Linked DNA regions of Mus musculus: regions 1, 2, 3, 5, 6 and 7 are each linked to region 4. The links are chromatin contacts, called in public Hi-C, HiCAR-type and promoter capture Hi-C maps. All regions are on one chromosome and are shown on one strand. The core of a region is the stretch at or near the end of the contact, and the rest is flanking DNA. Distances in the headings are between cores, read along the strand shown. Region 1 has its middle 75 kb from the start of n-TDgtc10. Region 2 has its middle 90 kb from the start of Gm27393. Region 3 has its middle 35 kb from the start of n-TDgtc10. Region 4 holds the start of Igfbp3 (insulin-like growth factor binding protein 3). Region 5 has its middle 180 kb from the start of Gm27393. Region 6 has its middle 63 kb from the start of Gm27393. Region 7 has its middle 310 kb from the start of Gm27393.

What was found. Promoter capture Hi-C pulls out the DNA fragments that hold promoters and counts their contacts. Hi-C and Micro-C count contacts between places; a contact is called where the count stands out from the background. HiCAR-type assays count read pairs that join an accessible place to other places.
Region 1: a contact with region 4 is called in a promoter capture Hi-C map of the 3T3-L1 cell line, with 19 times the contacts expected there. The contact joins the enhancer-like site here to the promoter of Igfbp3 in region 4. A contact is called at or near these places in 15 of 39 promoter capture datasets (the 3T3-L1 cell line, 3T3-L1-derived adipocytes, the HPC-7 cell line and 7 more), 1 of 15 datasets of contacts at CTCF or cohesin (stem cell-derived epiblast-like cells), 3 of 484 Hi-C or Micro-C datasets (3T3-L1-derived adipocytes, epidermal suprabasal cells and urothelial organoids), 3 of 115 datasets of contacts at active chromatin or transcription factors (embryonic forebrain, kidney and pancreatic cancer cells) and 1 of 9 other capture datasets (adipose tissue).
Region 2: a Hi-C map of uterus shows a contact between it and region 4, with 6 times the contacts expected there. The contact joins the enhancer-like site here to the promoter of Igfbp3 in region 4. A contact is called at or near these places in 11 of 39 promoter capture datasets (3T3-L1-derived adipocytes, embryonic stem cells, hippocampal neurons and 4 more), 2 of 15 datasets of contacts at CTCF or cohesin (the NIH/3T3 cell line and stem cell-derived epiblast-like cells), 4 of 484 Hi-C or Micro-C datasets (embryonic stem cells and uterus) and 4 of 115 datasets of contacts at active chromatin or transcription factors (embryonic stem cells and stem cell-derived neural progenitor cells).
Region 3: a contact with region 4 is called in a promoter capture Hi-C map of second pharyngeal arch cranial neural crest, with 11 times the contacts expected there. The contact joins the enhancer-like site here to the promoter of Igfbp3 in region 4. A contact is called at or near these places in 14 of 39 promoter capture datasets (the 3T3-L1 cell line, 3T3-L1-derived adipocytes, the HPC-7 cell line and 8 more), 1 of 484 Hi-C or Micro-C datasets (the 3T3-L1 cell line) and 3 of 115 datasets of contacts at active chromatin or transcription factors (cardiomyocytes, fibro-adipogenic progenitors and kidney).
Region 5: a contact with region 4 is called in a promoter capture Hi-C map of embryonic stem cells, with 10 times the contacts expected there. The contact joins the enhancer-like site here to the promoter of Igfbp3 in region 4. A contact is called at or near these places in 8 of 39 promoter capture datasets (the C10 cell line, cranial neural crest, embryonic stem cells and 3 more), 3 of 484 Hi-C or Micro-C datasets (embryonic fibroblasts and uterus) and 3 of 115 datasets of contacts at active chromatin or transcription factors (embryonic forebrain, embryonic stem cells and forebrain).
Region 6: a contact with region 4 is called in a promoter capture Hi-C map of second pharyngeal arch cranial neural crest, with 9 times the contacts expected there. The contact joins the enhancer-like site here to the promoter of Igfbp3 in region 4. A contact is called at or near these places in 13 of 39 promoter capture datasets (the HPC-7 cell line, cranial neural crest, embryonic stem cells and 6 more), 1 of 15 datasets of contacts at CTCF or cohesin (embryonic stem cells), 1 of 484 Hi-C or Micro-C datasets (3T3-L1-derived adipocytes) and 5 of 115 datasets of contacts at active chromatin or transcription factors (embryonic forebrain, embryonic stem cells, forebrain and 1 more).
Region 7: a HiCAR-type map of fibro-adipogenic progenitors shows a contact between it and region 4, with 18 times the contacts expected there. The contact joins the enhancer-like site here to the promoter of Igfbp3 in region 4. A contact is called at or near these places in 9 of 39 promoter capture datasets (cranial neural crest, embryonic stem cells, epiblast stem cells and 4 more), 5 of 115 datasets of contacts at active chromatin or transcription factors (embryonic forebrain, embryonic stem cells, fibro-adipogenic progenitors and 2 more) and 1 of 9 other capture datasets (liver).

The regions. Positions count from the first base shown.
Region 1 is chr11:7,792,999-7,795,698 of GRCm38.p6, forward strand. No RefSeq gene overlaps it. Among named protein-coding and RNA genes, the nearest start is that of n-TDgtc10, 75 kb to the right of the region's middle. Within about 2 kb of position 1,428, at least 13 of the 459 cell types and tissues checked have an H3K27ac peak or open chromatin away from gene starts, as enhancers often do. A contact at or near this core is called in pancreatic cancer cells, where this site is marked.
Region 2 is chr11:7,974,697-7,977,396 of GRCm38.p6, forward strand. No RefSeq gene overlaps it. Among named protein-coding and RNA genes, the nearest start is that of Gm27393, 90 kb to the left of the region's middle. Within about 2 kb of position 1,410, at least 8 of the 459 cell types and tissues checked have an H3K27ac peak or open chromatin away from gene starts, as enhancers often do. A contact at or near this core is called in second pharyngeal arch cranial neural crest and uterus, where this site is marked.
Region 3 is chr11:7,833,059-7,835,758 of GRCm38.p6, forward strand. No RefSeq gene overlaps it. Among named protein-coding and RNA genes, the nearest start is that of n-TDgtc10, 35 kb to the right of the region's middle. Within about 2 kb of position 1,308, at least 3 of the 459 cell types and tissues checked have an H3K27ac peak or open chromatin away from gene starts, as enhancers often do. A contact at or near this core is called in second pharyngeal arch cranial neural crest, where this site is marked.
Region 4 is chr11:7,212,525-7,215,251 of GRCm38.p6, forward strand. It overlaps Igfbp3 (insulin-like growth factor binding protein 3), which reads right to left and starts at 1,399. Exons shown (of 5, transcript NM_008343.2): 1 at 861-1,399. The coding sequence starts at 1,266.
Region 5 is chr11:8,067,710-8,070,409 of GRCm38.p6, forward strand. No RefSeq gene overlaps it. Among named protein-coding and RNA genes, the nearest start is that of Gm27393, 180 kb to the left of the region's middle. Within about 2 kb of position 1,427, at least 27 of the 459 cell types and tissues checked have an H3K27ac peak or open chromatin away from gene starts, as enhancers often do.
Region 6 is chr11:7,948,642-7,951,341 of GRCm38.p6, forward strand. No RefSeq gene overlaps it. Among named protein-coding and RNA genes, the nearest start is that of Gm27393, 63 kb to the left of the region's middle. Within about 2 kb of position 1,355, at least 9 of the 459 cell types and tissues checked have an H3K27ac peak or open chromatin away from gene starts, as enhancers often do. A contact at or near this core is called in second pharyngeal arch cranial neural crest, where this site is marked.
Region 7 is chr11:8,198,089-8,200,788 of GRCm38.p6, forward strand. No RefSeq gene overlaps it. Among named protein-coding and RNA genes, the nearest start is that of Gm27393, 310 kb to the left of the region's middle. Within about 2 kb of position 1,398, at least 8 of the 459 cell types and tissues checked have an H3K27ac peak or open chromatin away from gene starts, as enhancers often do. A contact at or near this core is called in fibro-adipogenic progenitors, where this site is marked.

The DNA of each region.
Region 1 (2,700 bases), core at 178-2,677, 580 kb after region 4:
TCTAGAGGCTCATGATATCTCTGTCCCTGGCGCCTTTGGGACTGCCGCCACACCCGCTCCTCACAGTTAGTGTATTTTTTGCCTTCATTGGAGAAGGTTCTTTTTACAGTAGAGGGTGAGAATACAGAGACCCATAACTGATTAATGCATAGAGAATCAGAGTCAGTGAACTGCTCAGCTCAAATAAATTATAAGCATTGTTTTGTGGATCTCACTAGGGATGACTATGTTTAAAAACAAAAACTAAATGAGAGCAATAGACATCTCAAAGTCTCTGTGGACATCATGAGAGGTAGAGTTGCCTCACTGCTTCTGAACCTGGGTCCCAAGTTATCCCAGCACGTTTGCTTGCCTAGATCATCACCAAACCCCCTTTCCTATGTAAGAATCACATATTTACTTAAGTCTTCTTTTACCTGTAACCTTTTATTCCTTTCCTCTTTATAACCAGCTTACCTTTATAAAACAGTAATGTTTTTATGTGTTTCAAGAGTCCCTCACCTAAACACAGTCCTTCACCTTCTACTCTTGCCTTGTCTTATGTGTTTTCTCAAGCTGATTCCTCCCATTGTTTTATCTACCACAGATAAACGATAATAGTATATAGATATTTCTGTTGAAAACAACTTGAGAAGAGCAATAAGAATTTCAAATGCTTTTTCTTCATATCCAACATCTTCTATCATAATGGATTAGATGTTGAAAGACCCACAACGTGAGGACTCCCCCACGTTCTGACTCAGGAGAGGTGACACCCCAAATCACTCACAAGCAACAGTCTTGCTGCAAACTGCAAGAGGATTTTCTTTTTATTCAAGAGCGCTCTCAGGCCCACGGTCATACACCATGCAGGGGTAGAGGACCATGGTGCCCTGAGTAGCTGGGTAAAGGAGTATTTAAAGGAAGAAACCACAACTCAAGGAAGTGGGGAGGGCGTTGTTGGAAAATACCAAAGATACCAGTTAAGAGTCCCAAGGAAGTGCAAAGTCACAAGAGTCATAAGGAATACCTGGTAATTGTGCAGGTTATCTCTCAAGAGAGTTTCTAAGAGCCCCTAACAATAGCACATTAGCATAGCAGGTTCTGGCAATGGTCAGGGTGACTTTCTTTGAATGAACACTCTTTGAACCCAGGAAACAGGTGGGTGGAGGAATGTCGCTATCTGTTTTATGATTAGCATACCTTGGAGCATTAAGTCATAGAGGTCACATTCCCAAGCCTGGGCCTAAAGGCCTAGAATTTTGTTTTTACATTATACTTTCAATGTAAAATGACTCATGAGGAAAGAGCAGATATTTTGATAATGGAGGAGAAGAAAACATGCAAGGAAACCTTTAAGGCCTTTGCAGAGGGTGTGGCAACATGAGGTTCAGAATCTGACTATGGTTTTCTGGGTGGAAGGAGGTGATGTACTTGTCAGCCAAGCCCTGTTGTCCTTGGTTGTCTAATGAGACAAGAATGTAGAACAACATCGTGGGGCAATCTCAGGTCTCACTTCCAAATGATTTCCTTATCAGTGATTAATCATTTGTCAGAGCCTTCTTTTGTTAAGTAAAGACTGGCACATCCATCACATCATACATCTAGGGGAAGGACAAAGGTGGTTAGAACTGGCTTCTAAACTGCTCACTTTGTGAATTGCTTTCCTTTTCTTGTCTTGTGTTTATTTTTCCCTCTGAATGAATTATGAGATCACAGACTGTACATCATATTGTCAAATGTAGCTGTGCTTTCTATAGTATCTTTAGAAATATCTTAATCTCTTATGTTAATATAAGTAATACCTATTGGTATTGTGCAACAGAGAAAAAAAGAGTGTCCTTAGATAAGTCTCTATTTGTGGTTTGTAAGGAAAGTCGCCTACATAAAGCAGCTAAAATCAGCTGTATGTGTAGAGAGGAGACATGAGAGGAAGTGGTAGTATAATACAAACATACATAGGTAAGTGTATACAGGCAAATACATATGTAAGCAAACTCTTCCACATCTGAAGAAAAATCTGCAGTATATAAAACCTAAATATGTAAGATATTCTTTAATGGAATTGCAGAGATTCAGTAATGAGACAGAATGTTTGTAATGATGAATCAGCCAGCAACCATCTTAGGCTAGAAAACCACCGTATAGAAAAGACAAAATAGATTCATTCTTGTTTATGACTGAATCTCTGTTTCTCATGGATTGGGCTAGGCCCTACCTGCAACCTTAATTATAAATGAATGATTCTGTACAGCAATTTGGGCTTTGTTTCTTGCAACTCTAACTTTCTTTCATAAGTTGTTATGACTGCCTTGTTATGACTCTCTCACTATGACCACCTTGCCATGATGTTCCTGAAACCATGCATATTTCCCGAAGCACCATTTGGAAATTCCCTATCCCTTATCTCACCTATGTCCAATATCCACCTCTTAAACCCTACCTTCGGGGGAGGCAGCACAAGTACACAGGAATAAAAAAGCTTGCTGTAATTATTTGCTTCCTTTAATTAATTTGGCCATGATGATTTGGGTCTATGGTACTTCTCCTCCCATCTTTGGGATTAACATCATCATAAAACACAGCTCTAACCCCCAAAGGAACCAGAAGTAGCTTATTCTAGAGACAAATGCAAGTGACTATGGCCTGGGAAAACAAATTTAAGTCTCCTCAAATTCCTCTTCCAACTACTCCATGAATTGTTTACAGTAACAGAACAAA
Region 2 (2,700 bases), core at 160-2,659, 760 kb after region 4:
CTTTTATTGTTTAAAAATATTTTGGCTATACTATGCTTTTTGTTTTTCCAAATGAAGCTTAGAATTGCTCTTTCAAGGTCTAAGGAATTTTGATGGGGATTGCACTGAATCTGTAAATTGCTTTTAGTAAGATGGCCATTTTCACTATGCTAATCCTAGCAATCCATGAGTATGAAAGATCTTTCTATCTTATGATATCTTCCTCAATTTCTTTCTTCAGAGACTTGAAGTTCTTGTCATACAGATCTTTCACTTGCTTGGTTAGAGTTACACCAAGATATTTTATATTCTTTATGGCCATTGTAAAGTGTGTTGTTTCTCTAATTTCTTTCTCTATGGGCCAAGCATTTTCAAACCACCACAGGTTTTAAGATCAACTTTCTTCAAGATTTTATTAATTTTCCATAGCAGACATAACTGTATAAGAAAAAACAAAAAACAAAAAACAAAAAAAAAAAAAAAAAAACCAACCAAACAAGGGAGAACAAATCTGAAAAAGAAAACCTTATAGTTGTTTTCCCCACAGTTTGAGTTTCTCTTGTAGAAGAAAGAGTAGGCAGGTGAGAAAAAGTATGCAAATAAAAGTCAAACAAAACCACATGTTTAATTAGTATTGTATGAATGAAAGTAGAAGAGCAGAGAATGGCATCATCTGAGACCATAAGAACTTTGTCCAAACAAAATGAGCAAAGTCTCACAAAGAAAAATGCCTCATTATTAAATACACAGAATATCCTTAAAATTATTTCTCACGGGTACTCTCAGTTATATGGAAAACAACAGTAATAAATTCCAGCTCAGAAAATCAAAGCAGCTTAAGCACAAAGACATAGTTATCGCCTAGAAAATTATCGCCTTGAATTTAAGCTCCCTACAGACAGAAGAAAAGGATGAGGGGGAGGCTGCACCCATGGGAATCTCAACAACACAGAACTAAAAGATATATGTACACACACGTATGTGTGTGTGCTAGAGAAAAAAGAAGATTCATGAATTTGAGAGAGGATATGTAAATATATTGCACATGTTAAACTTCTAAAGTTAATTTAATAAAAAAAAAATCTACAACTACCTTGGGAATTTCTTTGCAACTCTTAAAATGTGAGCCTACAATTGAAAATTTCCACATTATAAATTATAGGCAGTGAAAGAACATCAAATAGAGAAAAACTGGTTTTTAAGAGGGTGATAAACTTTGAGGGGGATGAGAATTAGCACAGTGTCTTTAGAAAGGAGTTTGGCAATCACTACTAAATTTAGAAGTAAACCTTTCCTAAGACCCAGAAACTCCACTTCCGGTAGGCACGTGCCCAAGAAAAACACATCGCATCTGCATCAAGAGACACATAAATGAATGCTAATTAAAGCGCTATTTGTAAGAGCCCGACTTCAGAAACAACCCAGATGCCTACAGACATTTATAGAGGGAGGGAATGCATTGTGGTATACTCAGACAAAGGGAGAGTCCCCAGCACTGAGCGAGGGAACAAGCTGTTCGGATGTGGAATAATTTAGACAGGCCTCGTCGGTATAATAGTAAATAAAAGATTGCACACACAGAATAACACATCCTTTGTTATTCAAGTAAAGGAGAGCCATGTACAAGCACAACTGAGCTTCTGGGGCAGAATCCACGTAGGGGAAGGACTGCTGAGGCTCCAGAAGAATGACTGATGCCAGCAAATCAGGGGTGATTTTTGTATGATGTTATTGATCTCCACACTCAGGGTTAGTTTGGGAGTTTGTTTTACTTTTCATTTTCTCTGTCTTCACTTTACAATAACAAAAGGCTTTTGACTGTTTTGTGGCTCCTTTTATGAGAACTAGAGTAAATAGGGGAAGGTGGTGCTTCTGAGACACAAAATTAAAGATGTCAGGTACAGAATTGGGAGTGGGCACATGAATGACAGGGCTACACATGCTACACTCATGGATGGGCTAGTTATAAACTTTATGAGAAAAATACAAGACAGATGATAACAGTTGTGACACAGTATTATGGGGCTGCTAAAACAGGCCCCTGGGGGCTTTGAACACCCTAAAGGATGGAACTAGAACAGCACCCCGTGATGGGAAGCCAATCACAACAGTGGGCTCAGTTATCTCTCCCCAGAAGCAAGCCTCCCATTAAAACTAGCTAAAAGACCCACAGTATTCTGGGTTAAAATCCAAGGGGCCCTGCCTCATAGGGTTCCACAGCCAGCTCTGTAGGAGCACTACACAGAGAAAGCCACCTCTAACCCTGTCACAGTCCCTCTGTGCCTACAGCTTTCTGAGCCTTTCCAGCCCAGGCTTCCATAGTTCCTACTGCCTGTCTGTCAGCAGGAACCCTGCTCCACACTCACTGTGTGAGGTGCTGTGTCTCACCTGGCTCAGCCAAAAAGGTATTCAGGTTCCTCACAGACACAACATGGTCACTTGTCCGTTAACATTTAAATTATGTGAGATTAAGGACAAATGATGAAGTCTCTCCAAATAATGACTACAAAGACAGGAAGAATCAAAACTTACTCAGATCATGTTTTAAAAAAGTAGAGTGTAGCTTTCAGCATGCACCGGGGCAGTGATGGCCTGCTGAAGCCACAAATGAAGCAGAGACATTTTCTAAAACCAAGAATGCCACAACACTTCACTGTGTGTAGTAATCGTAAACCAGTATGAACACTGGCAGGCACAGGCTCCTGCTTACACAGTCCTCCT
Region 3 (2,700 bases), core at 58-2,557, 620 kb after region 4:
GGAACAGCACTGTGCATTTAAGCCTCGTTTTCTCCTATTTATTTGTCCTCCTATTTGCTTCACAATCACAGTTGGTTTTATTTTATTCTATTTCATTATGAAACATACACACAGGGAAACATATACAATATCTACATCTTACTCCATTCCATATTTCTCTAATACAAAGCACAGATTAGGCATCTATATAGGACTGAAACATACTTGCCATAGTTCTGAAGCCTGAAATCAATAGTCAAGGTGCCAGTTAGTTCCATCGTACAGTGAAGTCTGCGTTGCTTTTGAGACGGCATCTGATGCCACACGCTCTGCAGGGAAGAAAGCTGAGTCCTCATAGGGCACAAGGCAAAAAGGATAAAGTCCCTCTGCTGAGTCCTTTAAGAAAGGGAAGCTACTTCTTTCCTAAAGGACTCCCATGACCTAATAGCCCCTAAAGGCCCCATATCTTAATATGATTATATTAGCAGTGTCGGAATTTTGAGATAGGTTTAAACTATAGCAATATACCAGAGAGTTCATGTAAATAATATACATATCAGTATACATACAAGGGTATAAGTACATATATGCCATAAACTGCATATCCCAGGTTAAAAAAAAAGAGTTCCCAATGTACTACTGACCTGAATGATACTATTAGACTTGGTTGCCCTCTATGCACCATGGACCCATAATCTATTGAATATATTTGTTCTTTTACCAAGAAACAGCTGTTACTGAATATTACTTTTACTTTAGATTTTAAAATCTGTTTTTAAATAATTATGTTTTAATTTAGAATTTGTTGGAGAAGGGCTTTTTCATAAATTTTACTATTCTCTATACTACTTTTCTGAAATGTTATTTTTTTTACAGAATATTTTGTTTTCATTTTATGTATATACCTAAATTTCGCTCATTTTCATTGAGATAGAGTATTTGATCATAAAGAAAATCATGCTTGATTTCTCCAGTTGACCAACTATGGATATGCCTGTTGTTTCCACTGTTTTCATGGTATCAATGGTTGTGAGCTTATTTCCTGGGAAAAGGAGACCGTGAGTTGTTAAGCAGTTTCTCTGTAGGGTGGAGTATTCTCTCCCCTCTCCCCTCTCCCCTCTCCCCTCTCCCCTCTCCCCTCTCCCCTCTCCCCTCTCCCCTCTCCCCTCTCCCCTCACCCCTCTCCCTTACCCTCACCCCTCCCCTCACCCCTCCCCTTCCCTTCCCTCTCCCCTCCCCATCCCCCTCTCCATGTGTTCTCACATCTACTAAGTAATATGATATTGCTGTCCCTGGAATAGGCTGCACAGTGGTCTGAGTCCCACAGGATGTGATAGTTAACGCTCAAGCCTCCCAGTGTGCCGTGCTGCTCCCTTGATGACTGTGGCTGAGTGCCTTGTACTTTCTGTTACTCTTTCATAGCTTCACTTCTGACCACAAGAGCTTATCACTTTCAATGCAGATTTTTGACAATTATTTATGCACTTTGCATACTAATCTCTATGAAAATATCCTCCCACCATGTGTGGTCTGATGCTTAATTTTCTTTTGTGGTATCATTTGATGTATTTGGTTTTCAATTTGATATAATTAAGTCAGTATTTTTCAGTATGATATTTATATCTTGTGGATGAAATTTTTCTTTGAAGTCATGAAGAAAGTTCCCTACATATTATTCATAGATTAAATCTTTAAATGTGGAAGAAAATACTTTAAAATATTTAGGAGATGTGTTTTCTGCCGGGCGGTGGTGGCTCTTGCCTTTAATCCCAGCACTTGGGAGGCAGAGGCAGGCAGATTTCTGAGTTCAAGGCCAGCCTGGTCTACAGAGTGAGTTCTGGATAGCCAGGGCTACACAGAGAAACCCTGTCTCAAAAAAACAAAACAACAAAAAAAGGAGATGCGTTTTTGTTTTTGAGTCAGTAGAGCACATTCTAGAGATGCTGTTCCTTTTTCAAATCAATTCACACCAAGCCCCCATCTCTCTGGCAACATCTGCTCCTTGTTGATTATAAACTCCTATGCATGATTTGGGGCTCTGTATTTTGTTCTGGGTGGCTCTCTTTTAATATTTGCCATTATATTATAGGACATAACTCTCTACCTCTTGCTGTTACTTAGAAATCCATAAAACACTGGAATCTAGTTACACCTAACACCTTTCTGGGTTTTGAGGGGAATAACAGTGAATTCATGAATTTCCCCTTTTTCTCATCGTTAAATTTTCATAAGACTGTGCATCCCTTAACTTTTATTAAGTTTACTTTCTTCCAAAAATGTATAATTTTATTCATATACTTTAGACCAGTGTTTATTGGCTATCCTTTTATGGATTCTAGAATTTTATTGTAATTTTAAGTAAGACTAAAATAAATTTTATAGTTATATTTTAAATTTACTCAATACTTTTTTTGAAAAATGTTTTTTTTTCCTAACAGGAAACTACTTTGCGATAAACCCAGCTTGCTCAAGACATGTTACTTTTTTGATCCATTGCTAAATCTGGTGTTTTAATGTGTTTAGAGGGTTTTTTGCCTGTGTGTACTGCTTGCCTACTTTAAGCTATTTGTGAATTTTATTCATCTTAAAACACTAAAGCGTTGCACTAATGATTACATGAAACAGACACACTATGACATAAACAAAGTAAGTGAATTCCAGACATTTCTATTCAATGCACTTTGTTGCTGTCCTTTCATGGTTTAGAATGAAGGTAATAGT
Region 4 (2,727 bases), core at 149-2,648:
CGTTTGCATTTTTCTCATTGGCGCTGTCGCTGTCCCCACTGCTGCTGCTGCTGCACCTAGGTCGAATTAGAAAGAGTAACATTCCTGGGTCGTACTTCGCATTTCTAGTCTCTGCTTTGGCAGGGAACCGGCCTGAGTCTGCATCCTCTGCACCAAATGCAGTCTCTGAATCTGGAAGGCGCTGCTGCAGAGCATAGGATGGCGCCTATGGGGCCCGAACCGGGCTCAAACCTTTTTGCAGCTCCTGGTGACACTGAGCAGTTTTGAACTTTAGGTTTCACAGTTTCAAAGACACCAGTGCTCTTAATTTCATCTCGTTAGTTTTTGGATAAATTGGGACACAATCCTGCGTTGCCAATTAGCCCGTGCAAATGATAGGATGTTTCAAGACAGGTACTGTTTCCAACAGCGTGGCTGCCTGCAAATACCTTCATGGTCCGGATCCAACCCGGGATTCCTACACTCAAGCTTCCCTGGGATAGACGCGCTCCTTCCCAATTTATGAGGAATGAAAACCCAGGTCAACAGCTGGGTTACACAGACCTAAACCTGGGTATCCCCGCTCAGCGAGGAGACTCTCCAGTGACTGGGATCTGTCCACTGGCAGTCTCCCTTGCTACCCGCTCGTCCTGGCACTGAATTCTACCTATTTTCACAGAGCGCATTTTGCAACTTATAAGAAAAGCTGTACTTTGAGAACCAAGCAAGAGGAAAAATGGGTTCAGTGCCTCACTCCGCCTCCCAGGGTCCATTTTCCAACCTTCAATATGAGCCAAGACAAACATCTGAAGATACACTCCCTGCCACCCTCGTCGGGTCCCAGGGAGTTGCGCGTGGCGCACGTGGCAGGGACAGCTTACCTGGAGCAGGTTGGGAGGGGAGGTAGGTGCTTAGGCTGCCTGCAGCGCTGGCGTTGGCGCAGAACCCGCGGCCATTCAGCAGCGCCCTCAGCGGGTACTGCTCCGCGGGCCGCGGCTGGCAGCGGAGGCCGGTGCCACAGCGCTCCGTGTAGACGCCGCACGCGTCGCCTTCGCGCAGCGCGCAAGTCAGGCAGCAGCCGCAGCCGGGCTCTCGCACCAGCTCCGTGCACGCGGGCGCGGTGGGCGGAGGCGCGCACTGGGACAGCGCACGCGCGTCGCACGGTTCGCAGCGCACCACGGGGCCCGCGCCCACCGCGCCCGCGCCAGCTCGCGCCACCGGCGGTCCGCGGAGCAGAGTGAGGGCAGTGAGCGCAGCCGCCCAGAGCGCGGGGCGCGCGGGATGCATGGCGCCGGGTGGACGGCTCGGTGGAGGGGAGCGGAGTGGAGCACGCGGGATGAGGCGGCGGGATGAGGCGGCGGGATGGGAGCAGCGAGCAAGCAGGTCCTCAGCGCCCAGTCGCCGCTCTAAGCTCGCATCTGGGCAGCCCGGGCGCGCAGGCCGATATATAGAAGCCGGGGTGGCGGAGGACACGCCCCGGAACGGCGAGGGTGGGGGGTGGGCCGGCGCAGGCTCCGCTCCGGGGCCCGCGCCTCCCGACGAAGCGGGAACGAGGACGGGGGCGCGCTGCGCGCGTCTTCACCGGGCACCTGCTCTCTGTGCGCACGCCCTGTATCAGGGCCACCTCTTCACGGGTAACCACAGGCGCTCCAGGCCACCTTGCGTCTCTAGAGTCCCAGCCACTCCAGGGACTCTGGTCTTCTCTTCCTTCAATGACTCCCAGCCAATTTGGCGTCCCGGACCCTATAGCCCCTCCCCCTGGATGGCTGGCTAAGCTGGCCTTTCCAGGGATGGTTTATGTTTGGGAAGCTGGCCCGGACCCATTCAGCGCCTGTGTACTTTGTAAAGTTCCCGCAATGGAATTCCTCGTGTAGGGTATGCTGTATTAGGCATTTCCCAGCGAGAACGCGCAGATCACTTTGAGGTCTGGAGAACCTTAGAGCTCGAGGTTTAAATCTGCACCACGGGCCACTTTAGCTCCCAGAGTCTCAGCACCGCACAACCTCACGCTGACAGCTATGGGCGCAAAGGATTTGCTTTTCAAGGAGGTAGGGACTCAAAATACTCAAATACGTCGTTGCACTTTCCCAGATAGGAGTGAGGACAGTTTTTTTCTTTTTAAAGATGAGAAGTTCCTCTAGTTCTTGTTTGGGAGAATCTTTTTAGCGGACGCATCTGCGTTAAAATAACTACTGAGACACTGAAGCATGCATGATTAGTAGCCAAGCAGCCCTTAAAATGAATACTGTTCACAACGAGTTTTAGTCATCGTTGGACCCCTATACCAACTTCTGATGTGCTCCAGTGCAGACTGGAGTTCTTGCTAATCCGTTCATTCTGACTTGAAATCCAGGCGCAATAGCGCAGCTATTGAGTTCTTTTGTACGAGTCTCTCCAAAGTCTGCACGCTCCTCCTATAGGTGACCAACAGAGGACGCTGGTGGTCCAGAATTGAATCGACAGACTTCGCGGTTTATTTATTTATTTAAAACAATTCGTGGATGAGTGGTGGGAACTTGAGAGACCGACTTGGAAGGAGACTTTCCTGGATACTCTTGAGTTGTTTACCATAGGCTGGGGAGATTGTCTTTGGGGAGATCTGTGCAATTTTATGCAGGAAGCAAATTAAGACGACTTCCCCCACATATCCCTCCGTCTATCATGTATATCTTATCTGGTGAAGTGGACATTCATCCACCCGTGTGTCTTTACATCTCCCTGTATCTGTGGCTCTCTCTACAAATTTAT
Region 5 (2,700 bases), core at 177-2,676, 860 kb after region 4:
TAGGAATACAGTGGCTTGGTTATAGAGAGCAAACACATAGCTTTTTCCTAGGATATAATCAATCCCCAGGAGATAATCAAATCTTTAGACTGGATTATACTAGAACATTTGATGCTACAAATTGCTTCACTTGCTGGCTTGAATTTCAATTTTTAAAAAATTGCTGAATGCATTTTAGATTGAGAGTAGGACCAAATTCTGAATATTATCTGAAACAACCCTCATTAGACTTCTGCCAATTTGCATAGTTATGATAGGTGGCAGCCTCCACTCTAATCATTGTAAATCAAAATATTGATCAGCCTTGGAAATATACTGAAGATGCTATCTGTCCTACAATATTAAATACCCAATGGAATTTAATTATTTCTCTGAAAACAAATATATCTGTTTCATTTTCTATGCAAATTTGCTTTCATCATAAATACATTTAGGGCTTTTAATCAGTAAACACATTGGGTCTACATGCCTATTTTATCTGCTTATATGTTTGAGGTCATATAAAATTTGCAGAGTGGGGGTGGAAGAACAAGATATTTTGTCCTAAATAAATTGAGCTAGATTTCTGATTAGTGGCTTACCATAAGCACAAAGACTTGATTGGAGAAGTGAGATTTTTAATCCAACAAGACATCAATGACATCCAATAAGACAGGGTTCCCATGAGCTTCGGAAACCTTTCACTTTAGCTAGTCCACACATTGAGGGGAGCAGGCCCAGAGGGTGTGCATGGAACCTCTGTTCTCCTTGCTGAGTATTTATATATGTTATCCATCAATTGTATCTTTAGCAGTGATAGCCTTTAAGATAAACCAGTAAACCCAAAGTAAAAGAACGTCTATAAAAATTATGTTGCCAATTAATCAAGGTTGGGTTGGAGGTCAAAGGACTCTCCATCTGTAACTAGTTCATCTTCATAAGCTCTGCATGCCAGACATGACTGGAATCTGAATAAGGGCAGTCTAATAGGACTGAGACCTTTAGACAAAATATGCCAGAGTGGAACATTTACAGTGTACTGACCAGTGTTCCACAGAGAATCGGATGCAGCTTTGCTTGGTAGAAATTCTAGTATTACAAGCGAGTGATCTATGAACAGGAAAAAATCCATATGTTCTTTGTTCCAGGTGTTCCAGACAGCATTAAAAATGATCATTTGGGGGCTTCTGAGCTCATTGTTTCAACAAACTTAAAGTCCTGGAGTGAACGTGACCAGTTAAGCCACTCTGCCCCTTTCCTCCCTCTCTCTGACTTCCTTACTTGCTGACACATCTAAAAGCACACCAGGCAGGCAATTAAGCAAAGGGGATTTAACAAAGGAAATTGGTTACACAGATGTTGGAAGCTGAATGAGTAGACAGGGAAGCCCTGAGGCATTGCAGAAACCCCAAGTACAGGAAGCAGCCGCCCCCTCAGCCTGACACCCAAAGGAAGACAGGATGCTAGGATCCTGTGTCATCAGCCGTTCAGTCATCAGTTTCCAATAATTACTATGTGTCTGCACTGCCTTCCCACAGAGTGAGCCATTGGAACAGAAACTGGGGGGTGATCCTTCACACAATTCGCACAGGGTCATGCTCAACTCCCTGGAACAAAGTCAACAATAAAGGATTGCAAATTCCGTTAAATCGCAGCTAAATGGCACAGCAGTCTTCATAAGTGGACCTTCTTCTTCCACCCTTTGGGTCAATGGGCTTGAGCAGCCAGGTAGAAAGAACAGACAGCAAGGGTCTGAGCTGTTAGTAGCAGAGTATGGAGAATCAGCAAGGATTACCTAGTCCCTTTGCTCCTCTCACTCGTAGCATTTCTTCCTCCCAGGAAAGGGCAAAACTCCTCTGGAATGAGTTTTAATTCCCTGATATTTAGCTGACCCACACTAAAGCAGGAGAAAGTTAGCAATGTCTCATCACTGTGTTTTATGGCTAACCTGGCATGAGTAACAGAAATTGTAGTTCATTCAGTTTACCTTGAAAGAGATGTGAGCCATTAGCCATGAAAGCCCAGGGCTGTAGAGAAGATTCACTCCTGAAGTGTTGGCTCAAGGTAAGACCTTACTTCCTGAACCCCAGGCAGCCCCTGTCAACTAAATGTACACAGCTCAGATAGGGGGATGGAGAGTAAGGAGGTGCCACATGTGTCTACAGAAGACAGGTGAGTGGGGGCTAGAGTCTGGCAAGGAGTGGAGACCAAGGAAAGGGGTACTGATCACTAGAGTCTGCAGGAAGGCCATGCAGAAGGAGGGTGATTTCATTACACAAGGGATGGAACACAGAAGACCAGTTCTCCAGTAAAGATGGAGCCTTGTACATGTGACAAAACATCAAGCACTGATCTTTCTGTGTTGCTCCCAATCTACAGGAATTAGAAGTTAAAAGAAAGGTCAAAAGCACTACCTGGGAGCCATTAAGGTCTGGCTGATCCTGAAGTTAGCTGTATTTTCCCTACCAGGAAAATGACATTCGGCGTTCCTGCCTATCTCTCTATAAGATAGTATCAGCTGAAGATTGGAGAACTGAGATTTATTACTCTGCCCAGGTCCAAGTACAGAGAATAGGGCCTGGCTATTCCACCAGGTCTTTATAGAAATGGCTATATAAATGTAGCATGCAAACATGATAACTTCAGCTGATTTCCTCAGGGTTTGCCTCTTCTGGACCATTGCTCAGGCTCTCCATCTCAAACCAGTATGAACCCCAAGAC
Region 6 (2,700 bases), core at 105-2,604, 740 kb after region 4:
ATCAGACTTTGGGGACTTTTGGAGATGAGACATTGCTGAGAACTCAGCATTGATTTTTCCATTTCCATCTGTTTTATGTATATCATGAATGTACACATCCGTGAGGAGGGAAGAAAAGACAAATATTTGGCCCTTCAAATTACGGTTGGCTTGGAAGTAATTTTGGTGGGTGTATACAGCTTAAACACCTTAATATCATGATGTATGCACTTTATTGTTCACAGTGGAGATTAACCCCCTTCAAATAAGACCCACTTTTATTTATCTTTAAATTGTAAATTTATATGCAGATTTAAAATGATTTTTTCTGGCCTTTCTCAATGATAATTTGTGTTTTTGTGAGTTAAAAGCAGAAGAAATAGTGTTGAAGTTTGGATATTAACAATATGTTTTAGTCACTGCATTGCTCAATAGCTGTTTATTTTTTAATGAATACAAAATTCTCATTTCTTAGTATGTTTATTACTTTTTAAAGAAAACACCTAAACATATACCACTGAAGCTCACCTGTAGTCCTTATAATTAGTGTGGAAAAAAAAAAAAGAGAGAGAAACACTTAACAATGGGTCTTCAATGTACCAGAGCATTTTGCAAAGGCTTTGATTATTTACAGTGTTTATTCCCCTCTGCTAACTTTGTGGCAGCAAAGTCAATGTGGATGAACTTCAGAAGCCTGAAGCAACATCGATTGTTTCACAAGAAAATCTGTGTGCACAGCGTCCCCCTGGGCCACACCATGTGTAAATAATAACATGCAGCTATGTTTAGACATTGAAATGCTTCCATGTGTGACAGTGCTGGGGGGCTTCCTCTGAAAATGGAACACTGGCCATGGCGTCTTTTCCTACCCAAAACTGTTCCAGGTGCTTGGGACAGATTTTTAAAGTTTAAATCACTGAACATGTGCAAGGAAAAAAAAAACTTGTTGAGAAAGACAAAATGTTAAGACGGCTTCTCTTCCTTCTTCAGTTAGCCTTCTCTAGGTTTCAGGCCCTACCCTTAATTGACACTGGACTGGCAGCGGGCTGGCAACAGATTGGCAATGGGTTGGCAAAAGCAACACAAGCCAAATAAATGCATGGAGGTGTTTCCCCTGTAAAGGCCTCCAGAAAAACCTGACTTTCTTTTCTATTTCCTTAGCCCTGTTCCCTTCCTTCACTCCTCTTTCCCCTCTTCCTTTACTCCTCCTCTTCTCCCCCGCTTTCTTCTTCCTGTTCCTCCCTTTTCTCTCCTACCCTTCTCTTTTTCCATCCCAATCATTCTCTCCCTTTCCGTGTATCCCTTCCTTGTTTATGTGTATAAGCACATAAGCTCTCTGTGTATCTCTCTGTGTCTCTCTGTGTCCCTCTGTGTCTCTCTGTGTCTCCCTCTCTCTCTCTGTTACACAAACATGAGGGACTGAATAGGATTATGGAAAATGTCTAGAAGTATATAAAAATAGAATCCTGACCTATAGTCTTGACAGCCAGCCCTGGAAGCCAGCCCATTCTCTACAGTAACCTGTTTAGAATGCCTGTCATTCCTGCAGGAAATGAGAACATTGTTTCCAACAACCTGTGCTAAAAGACAAGTCCTCCATGGACTTGAGAGGTGGCTCAGTGATTAAGAACATTGGATGTTCTTCCAAAGGAGCCCCATTCAGTTCTCAGCACCCACATGAAAGCTCACCACTGCCTGTGACTTCAGTTCCACATAACCTAATACCCTTACACAGACAAATGTTCAAGTCAAACATCAAGGCACATAAAATAAAAATAAATATTTTTTAAAAGCCAGGCTTTGTGGTGCACACTTTGAATTTCAACACTCAGGAGAAGCAGGGTGATCTTTGTGAATTTGAGGCCACCATGGTCTATAGAGTGACATCCAGGACAGTATGCCTTATGAATATGGCCCCAAATAACCAGGTCTTCTTTAATAACCAAAATCTCTCTTTCTAATTTTCCCCAATCTTTAATTAGAACCAGAAAACAAAATCCAGATAGGCTCTGGAAGTAGTACATTTCCCAAATGTGTGAGCCTCTGCTCTGGCCTCCGTTAAAGGGAGCCCATGCAGGGGATTCTCCTGGGAAGCTTAGGTTCATCCTAAAGGGATGCCATGCCCCTTTCTGGCAAGGAAGCATATGGAGGAAAATGTTTTGCTTGATCAGAGCCCGAGTCTTCATTAACTCCCACTAGACAAAACAAATGGCATCTGTAATCTGGGCATTAGAGGGGATCCTAGAGAGTCTGAATGGGCTCCCTGACTGGGGGAACCTGAGATTGTCCACCTCATATCCTAATTGGTGTCTCAAACGTATCTGTGACCGTTTATGCTCATTTGTTTATTGGTTTCTAACAGCTGAGTCTCAAAACCTCGTGATCAACTGAATGCGCTACAGTGGACTTTAATATCAGTGGACAGCTTGAAATTCTGACATAACAGATTCTAAATGTCAAGCTAACTAAAACAGAGGGAGCACTAGGAGACCAGGGAGGGTCCCACAGTTTGAGGCGAGAAATTAAAATATTAAAGCCCCAAGTCATGGGCTAGACATCACCATTGTACTACAGAATTCAGAGGCAAGAATTTAAAGCGTGAAGTCTATCCCTCCAGGCAAGCAGGTAATGGTGTGATTCTGGCAAAGCATTTGGGATGACACCTACTAATTAAAAGATGGGTGCTGGGGTTCTAGTCAGGGAAGGGGGACAGTCATACAT
Region 7 (2,700 bases), core at 148-2,647, 990 kb after region 4:
CCCCCACACACCCCCACCACTGCCTCCAAAGGCGCAGAAACTCCTGCCCAGGGTGTCTTCGCACAGTGAGTTAACACTCAGCTGGCATCAGCAGGACCTCGATGCAGATGCTCGCACCCCCAGAGAGCCACACATACTGAGAAGAAACTGTTGATCCTCAGTTGTCTCATCTTCATGGTTGGGAACTTTCTCCAAAACTTTTTGCCATGAAAGCCCTCTAACCCTGAGAGGTTCGGTCCTCCTCTTTGCTCTTTGCTGATGCTCTATCCAGCAGTGGGTGGCCTATGGATGATCCCCTCACCTTATGCAGCACATCTGTACCATAAACACTGATCCCAATGTATATATCTGTTCTGATCCCAATGTATATATTCGTTCTTATTACATGTTCTTTCTTGAACTGGAACATGAGCCCAAGCCCAGTCTTCTCTACATACTACATTGTAGATTAGTGTATTCAGATTTATTTATTCAATGAAAGATAAGGAAGAATGGCAACTGGAGAAAGGACTTAGCTGTTAAGAGCCTTGCCACCTGGCAGGAAGTCTGGATTTAATTCCCGCCCCAACATGATGGCTCACAACCACCCTACAGTTTTAGTTCCAGGGACTCTGATACCTCCTTTTTATCTCTGCAAATGCCAAATATGTATGTGGTGCACATATATGAATGCAGGCAAAACACTCAGACACATAAATGGAAGGCTACAGAAAAGTCCCAAAAGAAGCTCTTGTAAGTGCTGGGGAAGAGGTCGTTAGACACCCTTACTTTTTAACTATGTTCCTACGAGTCTATATACTGGTTCCATTTACAATTTTAGTCTGCTTCTGTGAAGGAAGACTATTTATGCTCTATTTATGGAGGGAGAAGATCTGATTCAGCTGACCAGCAATCTCCAGGGTTTGCCCATAACATCTCCGTGCAGAGAGTCATGAACTGTCTTTCCTATTTAGAAACAGCTCAGATCTAGTTGGTCTTTGTTGCCTAGTGGCCTCCAGGATAAATAAAAAACCTGTTGATTACCCTGGGGAGTGCTCTTTCCAATTTCATCCCTTAGTGTTTGACTAAATAACTCGTGCAAATGAGGAACCTGCACCAGTTTTCCCAGCCAAGGCTGTATCTCATTACGAAGCACTTCAAACATAGAAATGGATGACACATGGTGCTCTATTGACTCAGAATTGAGACAATACTAATGGGTGTCAGTCCCTCATAGAGTAGAGCCCCTCCAAGGCTGGGGTGAAGGACAACCAAGTACAGAATGGAAAGAATATTCACTTTCCAGTGAGAGCAACTCACCACATTCAGCACTAAAACGCTTTACTGTCCATTTCACCGGGACTTTCTAAGTAACAATGACAGGAAGTCTGACAGCAAATCAAAGAACCAGAGCACACCGAGTCTGCGCAGAGGCCGGGGTGTGGCCTCTTCGGCTTGCTTCTTTCCCTTTTGTTTTATTCTTTAAAACGGAGGAAAACTGTCTCCAGCCTGAAACTTTATTAATAGTTACAGCTACATGACAAATCATGTCCCAGTTTTGAGGACAGAAACGAAATCTGAAGAAACAGGGATGACAGAGTGGGGGTCAACCCTCAGGGCATCATCTGAAAGGGTGGGGAGCTCCCTGGGGAGGCATGGTTTGCTCATGATGCAGCTAAAGAAGATAATTTGGATCATTTTACCTTTAAGGGTAGCTTAAGTGGAAAGTGAAATTACTTCAATTAGAGCAGGGATCAATGGCCCCTTCCTTGATCTCTCCTCACTGGTCCAGGCTGGACTGATCCGTGCAGTTCTCTCAGTGCCATGAGAACACCACATCCATAACAAGTTTGTGTGGTCAAAGCCAGACCAGCCTCCATGGGCTCTCAGCCACGATGACCAGAGGCAAGACTGTGCTGCACAGGGAGGAGCATATAGTCTTCAGCATCACCACGATGGGTTTCAGGCAGCTTAGCCGAAACCCTGGTTTTAGAACATGAAAAAAAATTATTTCACTCTGTAACATGTTTGTAAACACAGACAAAAGAGGGACATGCTATCATTTCTCCTTAATGTTCAAGAGCCTCTGTTTCTCTGGCAACAGAGGACTCGGTTTCTTACTTCACCTCTGAAGATGGATGCTATAAAAGAGACAATCAGTGCTTAGCAACTTTGAACTCTTTGCCCAGCTGCTGTGGTGGCCATTGCTCCTGAGGTTTGGGCTTCTCTTTCGATCTGTATTTTAGAGCCTGGTCACAAGCTTCTTCATTGTAGTGTGTAATGTTAGCACCCCTGTGTCCTGTCATCCGATATCAAGCATGCTCTATTTTGTCACCCAGAAGAGAAGGGTGAATAGATTTACATTAAATACAACATAAATTTCCCTTATAATGTATCCATTTTTCTTTTGATTGACACTTCCTTTCACCCATGCTGTAATCTCCTTGACTTGGAAATAAATGTTTCAAAGTAGTCTATATTTTCTCACCCATTTGACTGCTGCTGTTGTTGTAGTGCATACCAGATGCTTATGAGGACTATGAAAGTGATGTTTTAAGTAGAAATGGCTTCTTAAAATCTGCTTCTAGGGATTTTTGACTTTGGGATGTTATACTACACAATGTGGATCCCACATATATAAAAATGGACAAAAATATGTATTGATAAAATTTTTGTAATGCGAAAAGGCTATATAAAAGTAGGATAGCACCTTACAAAGAG